Regions from separate parts of the Anas platyrhynchos genome. Here region 2 is linked to region 1. The links are chromatin contacts, called in public Hi-C maps. All regions are on one chromosome and are shown on one strand. Each heading gives the region's core, a stretch centred on a gene start, on an enhancer-like site or on the middle of the called end of the contact. The rest is flanking DNA. Distances are from core to core; before and after follow the strand shown. Region 1 overlaps LOC140001380. Region 2 overlaps LOC110351493 (a long non-coding RNA gene).

Region 1 (5,876 bases), core at 1,371-3,870:
CCTAAGGACAACACCATGAAACATAAGAAAATTTGCACCCATTCATAAAAGATCGCTTAAGGTGAAGACCACGTGGAACAGCTTAAATGATCTTGGGGTATTTTCAGACTTGATAACTCTTTTCTCCCTAATGACCCTATATGAAACCATAGTTCCTCAGGCACAGGACCATCCCCTTCCCTGCCTGTGTTACCTGTTACTGTTCAACTTGCCAGAGACAACCTGAAACCCAAGAATGTTCCCTGCACCATGACCTAGTACAAAAGCCAACTTCACAGCCGTATCCATTTCTGTAAATACACTATTACCACTATCTACCTGTTTGATGCTTCCTATGCTTCTTGTAATTATCCTTTCATTTGGTCACTTGAAGTTGGGTGTTTCCTCAGGCTTGCAGATGATAAAGGTCCACTGGGGTCAAGAGAAAGAGTCTTCCACCTATCTATCCTACTACCCTGTTCTAGGTTCTCCTTCCCCTAGATAAAAGCTAAGTTCATCTGAGCATTGGCTGTTATAAGGCAATACGAGCAGGGATGTTTTTATTGAAGAGAAAAGAGCATGAAATGAAAAGCAGTTGGAAAGTCATCCACCTTCATCCCTACTGAGTACAGCACATGAATCTTATGAGACACTGCACATGCTGATAGAAAAAAGCAAATTTCAAATAGTTTTTATTTAAATAATGCAGAATAGTAGACAAGAATAAGGTTACTAGCAAAATATGAACATTTCTGCAACAAGTTGTCAAAATAAAATCTTCAACCTCAGAACAAAAAGAGTTTTTCAGAGCTACATGTCGGAGCTGGGAACATTTGGCCAACATTTTCATCTTAAAAACTCATGAATGCATCTTTCAGCACAAGACATTCCAGCTTTCAGAGAGTATCTGAGATCTTTCAATAAAGAGAAGTAATGGTAAGGAAGCTGCATTACATAGTGATGTTTAAAGAGAAGGAGTGTGGCATGATAGGCAGGCATACAACCAGCTGAAAGACACTTTGAACTGTAATGCCCAGTAGGTATTTTTATTTTGTAATTTTTTCACTTATTTGCAGTAAGTGTAATTATTTTCGGTTCTCCTTTTTTTTTTTTTTTTTTTCCCATCATATAAAGTAATTAGGGAGTCAGAGTCCTTTGAAACACCCTCAGGACATAAGACTATCACCAAGTTTTTAGATACAAACAATGAAAGAAAACATGCATGAAACTGAGAGCATTCTAACAATGTTCCTCTCAAATCATATGTTTAGCCCACGCTCTGCATGTTTTGGGTTCTGGTCAGCAGAGTTAAAAATGCTCCAGCTTTTGCACACCTCTGTTTTTTTAAGACTACCAACACATATGAAAGCAGCTACCCATGACTGAACAGAGTTTTTATCCTAAGCTGTTGTACTGGTACTTTAACTTTTTATGACTCATAGTTTAAGTATTTGGGAATTCCCCTCTAAATATGAGTTTGACACACTTAAATTACGGAAAGTTATTTTATTCAAAAAGTAAGAAAGCAACATTCATGCAATCCCCAGGTCTATATTTAGCAACACACAATAGGTCTTTTTTCCAATAAAGCTTTTGCACCAATTGTAATTAAAGACAGATTGAAGGAAAAAAAAAAAAAAAAGAGAGAGAGAACAAGACTGAATAGCACTAGTAGCATTGAAAGGACAATCATAGTATTACACACCAAAGCAAACCCGGAGCATTTTTTCTAAACTATTCAAGCAATGTTAGGGCTATTTGCACCCCCTGCCCCCAGCTGCATTCTTGTAAGAGTGTTCAGCTTCTCTCTTACCTGCGTGCTGAGGTACCTTCTTGGTGGGCTGACCAGTCACTGCAGATCAGCTGACCAAAGTCTGGAAAAAAAGAAAATAAAATCAGCTGACCATGCCTGCTGGCTGGCTTCAAGCTCAAGCACTGCTCTCCACAGCACTTTGTCATGTGAGTCAGGACAGAACCAGCTGTCATTGCTTCAGAAAAAGGGAAACGGGCCCCTCCGTTTCCACCTCCTTCCTTCCTCCTCTCTCACTCTTTCCTATCTCTCTCTGCCTCCGACCTCCTCCCTTTCTCATTCTCCAGCCCTGCTCATTCACTGCCTGCCTGGCGGGGGTCTCCCAGGGGAAGCCACATTCCACAACATGCAAGCATTTCCCCTGCATCTTGAGGTTTCTCAACAGACTGCCTACACACTTCTCTGAAAAAAAAAAAAAAAAAAAGAAAAAAAAAAAGGAAAAAAAGAAAGAAAGAAAAAAAAAATCAGAGAAACAGAGAAAAGGCACCACATTCCACAGCCCTCAGTCAGCCCTGGCAGGCTATGAGGCATTTTCAGTCACACAGCACAAAATGCATTAGTCAGAGCTGAAAGACCACACACTTTGTACCACTACCATGCTAACAGAGAATGGTCTGAGCAGAGCTACAGGAAAAAGGAAAGGAGGGGTTCCTATCGTTGCTTCCATTTTCCATGGTGTACCCACCTAAACCTAGGAAAAATTCTCAGGGACAGCCCCCCAGCTGACATTCGCAGAAGAAATGCTGTGAGTGCGGGCAGCGGGGAAGGCTCTCAGCTCGTGGAGCGTGACCTTTACAGCAAGGACTCCCCCTCCCGCAGAATGCGTTATTCCAAAGACTGCAAGACATTATCTAAATCAGAACTTCTATCTCCCTGATGGTTTATTCGTAGGAAATAGAAGCCTAGAAAAAGCGAAAGTAATACTGCGTGATTCAGATTCCCCTAAACCACATATACTTTCAATTCAAACTTTTCTCCTCTTTGATACTCCCTATAGTTCTGCCACTATATCCATCTATGGAGTTTTCTTTTCTCTACTGACGCAGTTTCAGCTCCCCGTGTGTGTAGAGAATCTGATCAGCCAGGAACGAGGAGAGAGCTCAGTGTAAAAAACCCTCATTCCAAATCCAAATGACCTAATCGTTCATCTATCCGCTCGCTGCTTCCGTCCTCCCCTCCACACACACACACTTATCTGTTGCTTGAAGGCATTTTAGGAGTATGTATATGGCTTAGGAGAAAACACCACGTTTTACACTGCGTTATACAGAGAGCATGCTGTGCTTGTGCACTCGCTTCTGTCCATTGAAACCAGTACCACGTAGTCCCCAGCCCCAAATTCCCCGCTCTGCACAGGGACGGTCCCTAATGCGCCCTGCTAGGCGCACCGGCTGAAGTCAGCACCAGAAAAGGGTAGGGAGGCGGGGGGAAGGGGGGAGCTGAGAACCCTGAACCATTTGCACTGGAATTTCTGTTTAGGAAAGTCCATGCTTTAATGAAAGACTGATACCAGATACCACAAAGAAACTTTTATTTCTGCATGCACATGACTCATATACATTTTCTGTGTGGGTTATGTGGTTATGTTATGTTTCATCTTAAAAAAAAAAAAAGTTTCAAAGAGATCTTTAAACATTAGTTTTAAGAAAAACTTAATGTGTTTATGAACAATGATTGTTTTTAAACTGCCTTTTATTGCAGTGCTATACAGAGCAAAGACGCTAATGTGTGTTATTGCTACAGATCTATTTTGCATTTAATACTAAATACAATAATCAGTAAAAATATTTATTCTAAATGACTTCCCTAAATAGCTCCCAGAAAAGTAAACTAACCAAACCCTTGAGCAAAACAGACCCTCTTAGTTATAATGTTGTTTTTCTTCCCCTTTTCTCATTTTCTTGATCATGAAAATACATTTACTCAATATGTTACTGACTTAGATGTATTAGTTTAAAAAACAAACGGTAGCTGCTGCTGTGCAGTATTTCAGCAGAGGAAGGCTATCCAGAACAGCCTCAGAGACTGAACACTGTCGCCATTATAACAAAAGCATTAAAATGAATAATTCATGAGCAGAGGGACTACCCTACCATTAAAAGACACCGACTATTTCATGAATTGTCCAAAAGCTACCCCTTTTACTGCACAGCTCCTCCAACTACTTAACTATTCTTCAATTCTTCATTTTTCTAAAATGGCATACAGTAGTAATTAGCAGAAACCCATGGACCAGTTTTAGTAGATTTTCCTCAGGAGTAAGAAGTGAAGCTGAAAGAGAGCCGGAGGGGGGGGGGGGGGGAGAGAAAAAAGTGTTTATATTTGATGGATCTATTAAAGGGTGAATGAAACAGAATTTCAAGAGGCTTCTCTAAACTGTGCTTTCAAATCTTGACAAGGAAGAAGACAACAGTTATGTCCTTTGCCTTTATTTGGGACCTTCCTTTTCAGGATCCCAAAGTTTCATGACAACACTCGTGAACTAAAAGGCCTCATTAGTGAGCTCTTGCAGAACTTACTTTTCTCTTGCTTACAGCTGCAGAACTTAAAACTTCAAGAAGTCTAAATGATTTTCTCCAAGTCACACAGGAAGGCTTAGAGACAGCCAAGAACAGAGCTACAACTCCTGGTTAACAGTCGTGTGTCAAACAAAAAGAACAACTTCCTTGCTTTACAGCATTATACTAAAAAGCATCATAATGTTTAATAGTTCTGCAAGTAAAAACCAGTTCTAGTCTCCCTCCCCCCCCCCCCCCAAAAAAAAAAAAAAAAAAAAAAAAAGACAAAACAGAACAAATATTTGTGGTGCACAGGTATTTTCTGCAGGGAAAGGGGAAACAATGTGATCCACTAACCCAACTTTACATCAGAATAATTTACAAACTAAGGCTCTGAATAACATTTTTAAAGGAATTTGGGTTAGAATAGCAAAGTACATCTGATCATGTTTCATATGCTGCAGGAAAAGCACATACTATGACTGGAAGGAGATTTATTTATAAAATACATTTTCATACTTTTCAAGATGTATTAAAAACAAGTACACTAGCATCAATAAAATTCTCAGATTTCACTTGAACATCTCTTTCTTAAAACAAATAAATTCAATTTCTGTAAATAAAACAAGAAAAAAAAGCCAAATTCTTAAAACAAGAAATTACAAGAAATTCGGTTCTTTATCTCTAAGTCATTTTGCCCGAGTGATGATGTTTTATGATGTTAAGCAAAATCCATTCTAAATATCCTTACATACATGGATCCCATTCTCCTTTTAGGTATTTTACACTATTGGGATGAACTCAAATTCCAAGGCTCTCACTGCAACAATTTTACTGATTATATGATAGCAAGCCTATTAATACTGGTATACAAAAGTATGCCCCCAGTGGAACATGAGTGGAGCGATAATATTAGGTGCAATTTTGCAAGACCAGACACTGTCACTAGTCAGCTTACTGATGCTCCTGAGATTTTTATTTTTGAATTATTCAGCTTTCTTGCAGAGCCTTGATAGCTACTTCTCTGATTGTGGCTTTCAAACTTCTAATTCTCAAAAGGGCATTTTTTTTATTCCAACAGCATCTACTTGAGAAAGATGCTCTCCTGATCTGGTATTAGCTGGAAGGCTTCTGCCAAAAATTTGCCCTTCGTTCAACTCAGAGCTGCTCCCACCGCAAGTCCTTACAGGAATAAGGAAATGGTCTTTAGCAACCAGAACAATCTGTGCAGTTAAACATATTTTTAGTTTGCAGTCCCCAAGGAACTGTGAAAAGAACTGGACTACAAAACAAATGTTAAAAAAAAAAAAACGACACACCACGATTGGCTATTAAGATATAATTAATATAGCCCAGCTTACAGTGTGCAGGTTTACTGTAACTAATAAACTATTTCAGAACAAATAACTATTAATGGTTTGACAATTTGTGGCAGGAAGAAAGGGGAGGAGAAAGCACAAAATGGTTATGAACGCTCTTGTGGAGATGGCATGAAAGTTCACTTTTTTATATAGTGACAAAATAAAAGCAATAAAAATAAGAAACGTTATGAACATTTTGAAGTTTATCTTCTTCAAAATAGCTATCTT
Region 2 (5,876 bases), core at 2,338-4,837, 130 kb after region 1:
TAGGTATATTAGAACCTGGACCCCTTATCAGATCATTACTTCCTCTTCTGACCATTGATAATAGACATAAAATGCACGATATCACATTTCAGCATTTATTTCTGCCCTGTTCTTGCTCCCATTAAATGTCACTTTAAGGTGCAGAGAAAATGGATAATTAATTTAAGAGTTTGTGTTCTTTAAATGGTGCTTGTACCAGCGTTTGTGCTGCCATCTGAAAGCAGCAACTCTAAACTGGAATTTGTCTTTTGCATTTTAGGCCAGTCGGGACAGAATGCACAATCAGCTGAAGCTTCAACTTCTGGGACATTCATTATATGGCTAATTCTCTAGGTATATTCCTTTTAATTATTGAACTAGTCATTTGTCTGCTTCAGGTGAAAAAGGGATTGCAAGAAACCAGGCTAAGTGAAAAGCACCATTTACATTCTTCACTGCTGCATGCTATTGCCTTGAATTACAATGTTCATTTTTTCAACCCTCAGGTAACTACAGCCTCATTCTGAGGAGAAAAAAAAATAAATAAATCCTGCATCCCATGCTCTGCAACAAAGGAATGCTGAGAAAACATTAAGGAAGGAAGGTCATGCACCTCTATTTTAAACCGTTAGTAGCTAAAACATATAGGTTAGGCTAGATTTAGCAGAAATTGTTAAAGCAAACAGATGAGAGACAGAGGGTTAAAATAATGACACTGGCCAGCAGGTGGAAATGGAAGTCAAACTGTCAGGAAAGGTGAAATTACAGGCAAGCTTGCAGGCCTTTACAAAATGTGGAACCCACATTTAGGAAAGAAATTGTTTCTTGTGACTTCTCCCTACCTATCATGATTTCACAGACCACTTCTCTTGCTCATCTACAATTGCTCAGTATCTCTGCAGCACCGAATTTTGAGAATACTTTGACTTTCTTTGAACTGAAGGAGTCAGTATCATTTGGTAGGGCAACTTCCCAGGGAACACAGTTTGAGTCTGTGCTCTAAGTACTGTTTCCTACCAGAAATCTGAAAGTACGTATTTTTATAGATACTTCTGGACCCCTTAGAGAAGAGGACAGTAGAAAAGCATTGCTACACTGGGCTCTATTGCTTTCTTTCACATAGCCATATTCAAAATGGAAATGACTGCACAGGCTACCTATGCTCAGAAGATGAGTGATGTTATTAAGATTCTCTGTGAGCACTTTTAGCAGACATTGTCAAACTCTCTGTGCCTCCATAAGCCTTGCCTCCACAAAACCTGAATGCAAAGCGTAGGCCAGGCTCTAAAACAGCTCTAAAAGAGGAGAGGACATGGAAGAAAGTGCACAGGCCTAGTGACAGTGAGACCTTCTCTCCATGGGGACAGCCAGCATTAACGTGAGGCCCAGATATTGACACCAACCCATTTGCCGTCCCAGGACATTCTCAAAATAAGTTCACATCACTCCTCTTTCACCGTCACTGCAGACTGTCCTCATAGCTCTTTATGTACCTTCATTGGTTTGACCTGAGTGGGAGCCATAAGGGTGGTGAGATTTAAACCTTACAAGACAGGACCCATGGCATTTCACAAACCCAAGTGCACACATCACGTCACTGAGTACAAAGCCCAGTCTTTCTGAGCACAGTCTGAGAAGAAGAATGCAGGTCCAGCAATATGCAGATGCAATACATAATATTTTCAGTTAAAAGGGTCCATACTCAGATAAACTTGGATATAAAATACATAAGGGGAGAGGAGGTCAATAAGCAGATGCGGTGGTGCGGGAAGAATAGTAAGTGGCTGTAGGCTGTGGTTCCTCAAGAGCTCAATGAATCCAAGTCCTACCATTTCCTTCTCACCCCAGCCACAAATTCCAGCTAGCTTTTGCATGCCAGTGTTAGGCCTTGCTATGACCCTGCTGTGAGATGGTTCAGGAAGTTAAAACAGGTAAAAAGTAATTCTGCAGAAAAAAAAAAAAAAAAAAAAAAAAAAGCATTAATCTTCAATCAGCTTAGCTCCCTGAACGGGCTCACTACAAGATCGGACACATATCAGTGCTGGCAAAGAGAGATGGAGCAAGATGCAGGACCAGACAGTGGTAGTTCTGACATAGATAAACCTAAGTCTCCTCGGACATGGGCCTTTAGACAAAAAAATAAACTAGACTGTGTAGCATCACAACCATAAAATAATTCCCTAAACTACCGCTAACGTTTCTATTTACACAGCAAGCCCCTCCTTCAGCAAAAAAAAAAAAGAGCACAGCAGCACACATGTGCAGGAACACATATCTTTCTGAGGCAACAAACATTTTTCTTCCATGCAGGAAAATCCATCTTATTCCATACACGTCTCAAAACACACAGGCCAGCTAAGCCTACAACCTGCTTAACCCCAAAATTTTTCTACTGGGCCCCTAACGAGATATAAGAGCTGAACTCTGAGGGATGTTCAGCAAGGCTTGAACAGCTGATCAGATCTCTGCCAACTTTTACAGGCTTGTTGAAAGACAAAAAGAGCATTCCAGTTCAGCTCAGTTGGACTAGCTAAACCACAGCATTCCCAACTGAGTCCAGCAGGTTTTGACTCAGTGCTATTGTTCCTAAGCACATGGTAGACAAAACTCTTACTTGCTTCTTTTCTGTTGTTTTGTTTTGTTTTGAAGCATTGCCTCTCATTCCTCTCCCATTCCTGGCAATGCTTCATGGGATTTTGTTTTTTAAACACAAGGCTCTTGGAACCAACAATTCTACAGATATTTCTACTTCCCTCTGTAGACATCCGTTTCTCTTTAGCAACTGAGATCTTGTACCACATTTGACTAAAAGATATATAATCCTTGAAAGCATCTTGGCATTACTCCAGAAAGCACACCATTTTGCTTAATGTCCAAGTAACCCTGTCTAGAAGTCATAGATAGTCACATAAGTAATTTTCCATAGATACTTTACTTACCAGTAAAAAGTTTTTTACGTACTTTCCTCAAACGTCCACCTCCTTACTCTTACTCTACTTACTCTTTCACAAGGCTTTGGATTTTCTTATATGCAAAGCTAGTCACATGTGTAATGCAGCCAGCAACCTACACATTGAGTTGGTTATTTTGGTTAAACCAACATCATGGTGCACAAGTCCCTAGCGCACTTTGTGGGCCTGGACCCATGGCCATCCAGACAAGCACACTCACCACACCTTAGCTCCTTCTCTGCCCCTCTGCACCCAGGTTTCTTTCTCAAGGGGAAAGCAGGGCACATACTCACATGGTGCAAGCTGGCATATCCGCACAAGCAGAGGCACAGCCAAAAGCCAAGGCTATGTGGTGCGCTGCAATGTATCTTGCAACACACATGCAGTCCTCGTGTTTGGGACAAAAATCTCTCAGAGAAGGTGTGAGGACAGCACAAGTGGAAATACCCATACAAGCTTGCATAGATCCCTTAATCCTATGACACTTCCCAGCTTCTCTTAAGTTTATGATCTAAACACCCTCCTTAAATCCACATGCCTTTCCTCTCTTTCACTCTGCCAGTGGTCTGGAAAACCAGTCTGGGCTTTAACCAGAAGTGCTCATGCAGGAGGAATGGGAGGGTTTCCAGCCCTATCTCCATGCTGCTTGGTGAGGGTGTGAAATGAGGCTTCATACTCAGGGGAAACTTTTGAGTCATAGTCAGTGATGGAGATGACCTACTTCAGTATCCTTGAGAATCACTTTTACTCTTCATTTGTGACTCAAGAGTCAGGCCCAGGCAGCTGTATTTCTGCAATATTGCAACTGTCCCAGTAAAACCTGCCAGCCCTGACTGATCTTGGCACCTCTCTTCATACCCTGGGGACATTCACCCCTTCTGGCTGGTCTGCTGGCATGGGAATAGACAGACCATCTTGGTAAGCCGCACCAGGCCATCATTGCCCTTTGGTACATACGCAGCAGGATCAGCCCACTGGGGAGGGCCATTTTAGCATATACAATACAATTATGTCAATATCAAGAATTATTGGATTTCTCTCCAACATAATTTCATCCAATCAAGAAAAATGTCCTATTTGCTATAGCTGTAAGCTGACTTCCTTCCCCCCAAGACACGGCATTAACCTTCTCCACTCCATCAACCCACTCACTGAATTGTTGATAGCTGCTAATTTAAAAGGTTCTTAACTGGCTGCAGAACTGGACTGAGAAAAATAATGAGGATCGTTGCTACAGACATGAATCATCATTTGGATTTCTGAAGTAGGCAATCACATTTTTATAAGTATACATCTTTACTTAAGCGTAACCTGGATATTACACAGAGCATGGCCCTCCTCTTTGTGGGTATGGAGAGAATAACATGGCTTCTGAATTCAAAATTTAGATGGCAAGTTGACTCCGAAGAATTTTTAATCCCTTAACAATGTTATTTCCATAAACTTGTAAGAAGTCAGTGTTACAGGATTTCCCCAGAGAACAGATTGCCTAAGGGAGATTTCTGCCACCCTGGCCTCTGTGGACAAGATCACATTTTAGACTCTCTTAGCTGAAATATCTTAGTTGAAAGCAGCTCTAGTTTTGAAGCTTAGAGTTGGAGGCAATAAGAAGTCTTTGAAAATAGGAGCTAGTGCCAGCCCTCACTGGATGACTCAGGATATTTCAGTTTTCTCCTAAAAAGCGTTGGATCTGTTTGTATTTTCAACCCCCCAAAATGAAACAGTTTCAGAAGTTGAAGTCTGGTCTGGATGGCAGCTAAAAATGCTTGAAATGCAACTTGAGTGAACCCTAGAGGCTCAATATACAGAAAGTACTGTCCTCACTAGTAAATGAAAACATCACGTTCATGTTACAGAAAAGATGCCATCCTTGTTCTTTCAAGACAATTTCAAAAACTGTTTTTCGTGTAAGAAGTAAATGAGAAATTTTGTGAAAAGAAAAGAAACTGCAGCTTATTTGCTGGGACCTAGCAGAACTGACTACAGCTCTGCACAGACGTATTCTGTCCTATTTATAAAGAGACAAAATGTGTCTCCAAAAATGTCTCCCTTCATTCATTAGCACATAAGCGTGATTTACACCCCTCTTCTAAGAACAGAGCCTCATTTTCCTAAGATGTCATTCCACTTCCTTACAAGTTAAATTCTTCCCCATTTATTTCCTTCTTAAACAAACAAACAAACAAAGCAAAGGGAGAGAGTTTTTCTACATTTGTTTTCTATCTGGCTATGAATTAATTGATTTAAACTGATAGGCCAAAGGCAGATTTTTGGTTTTCTAAGATCTTATCATTCAAATCTTAGTTTATACAAAATGAGTAAGAGAGCTCAGCTATGCCTCAGTCATCAGGGTTTTCAGGGGGAAAGGAGAAATCAAGATAGTTTTCTAAAATCTGGTTTTGATTCATCTCAGAAGCAAATTAGTTTTCTTTCAGTCTAGCAAGGCAAGGTGCAGAACTATTCCATCTCTGGTCTCTTATTTAAAAAGGATTTCAACAACAGATATGAACTGCACCTTCATTTTCAATCCATAGAAGAGCTACAGAAGTGTTTCTTTAAAGAAAAGAGGCGTTAAGAAATGTTATTGAAATGTGGGAAAATAAATAACTTTTATCCCTCATGATCAATATCACTAAAGGCAAGGATACTGTCAGAAGCATAAATCTGAGACAGAGCTGAAACTCCCCCTGTTGGCATCTGGTAGGGAAGCAAGGGCAATACCTGAACACCATCTTTTTCATGTCTTCACAAATCATTTGGGATTCATTTAAAATGAACAGGTACAAATCTTCAGTTATTTGTTTCTTAGTGACTTTTAGAGGTGGGAGAGAAAGTAATCAGATTCTCTAAAATCTGTGCCATTGTTTCTCCATGCCCATCGTGCTTGGCAAACTGTGAGAACTGTAAGCAGAATATATGCACAGAACTCCACAGACTGGTGAGGAG

What was found. Hi-C and Micro-C count contacts between places; a contact is called where the count stands out from the background.
Region 2: a Hi-C map of liver shows a contact between it and region 1, with 4 times the contacts expected there. The contact joins two enhancer-like sites. A contact is called at or near these places in 2 of 8 Hi-C or Micro-C datasets (liver and small yellow follicle).

What each region holds. Positions count from the first base shown.
Region 1 is chr1:124,475,266-124,481,141 of IASCAAS_PekinDuck_T2T, forward strand. It overlaps LOC140001380, which reads right to left. Exons shown (of 5, transcript XM_072032834.1): 4 at 1,793-1,853. Among named protein-coding and RNA genes, the nearest start is that of DIPK2B, 190 kb to the left of the region's middle. Within about 2 kb of position 2,621, at least 6 of the 8 cell types and tissues checked have an H3K27ac peak or open chromatin away from gene starts, as enhancers often do.
Region 2 is chr1:124,608,619-124,614,494 of IASCAAS_PekinDuck_T2T, forward strand. All of the region lies in intron 1 of LOC110351493 (a long non-coding RNA gene), which reads left to right. Among named protein-coding and RNA genes, the nearest start is that of ICOSLG, 86 kb to the right of the region's middle. Within about 2 kb of position 3,588, at least 2 of the 8 cell types and tissues checked have an H3K27ac peak or open chromatin away from gene starts, as enhancers often do.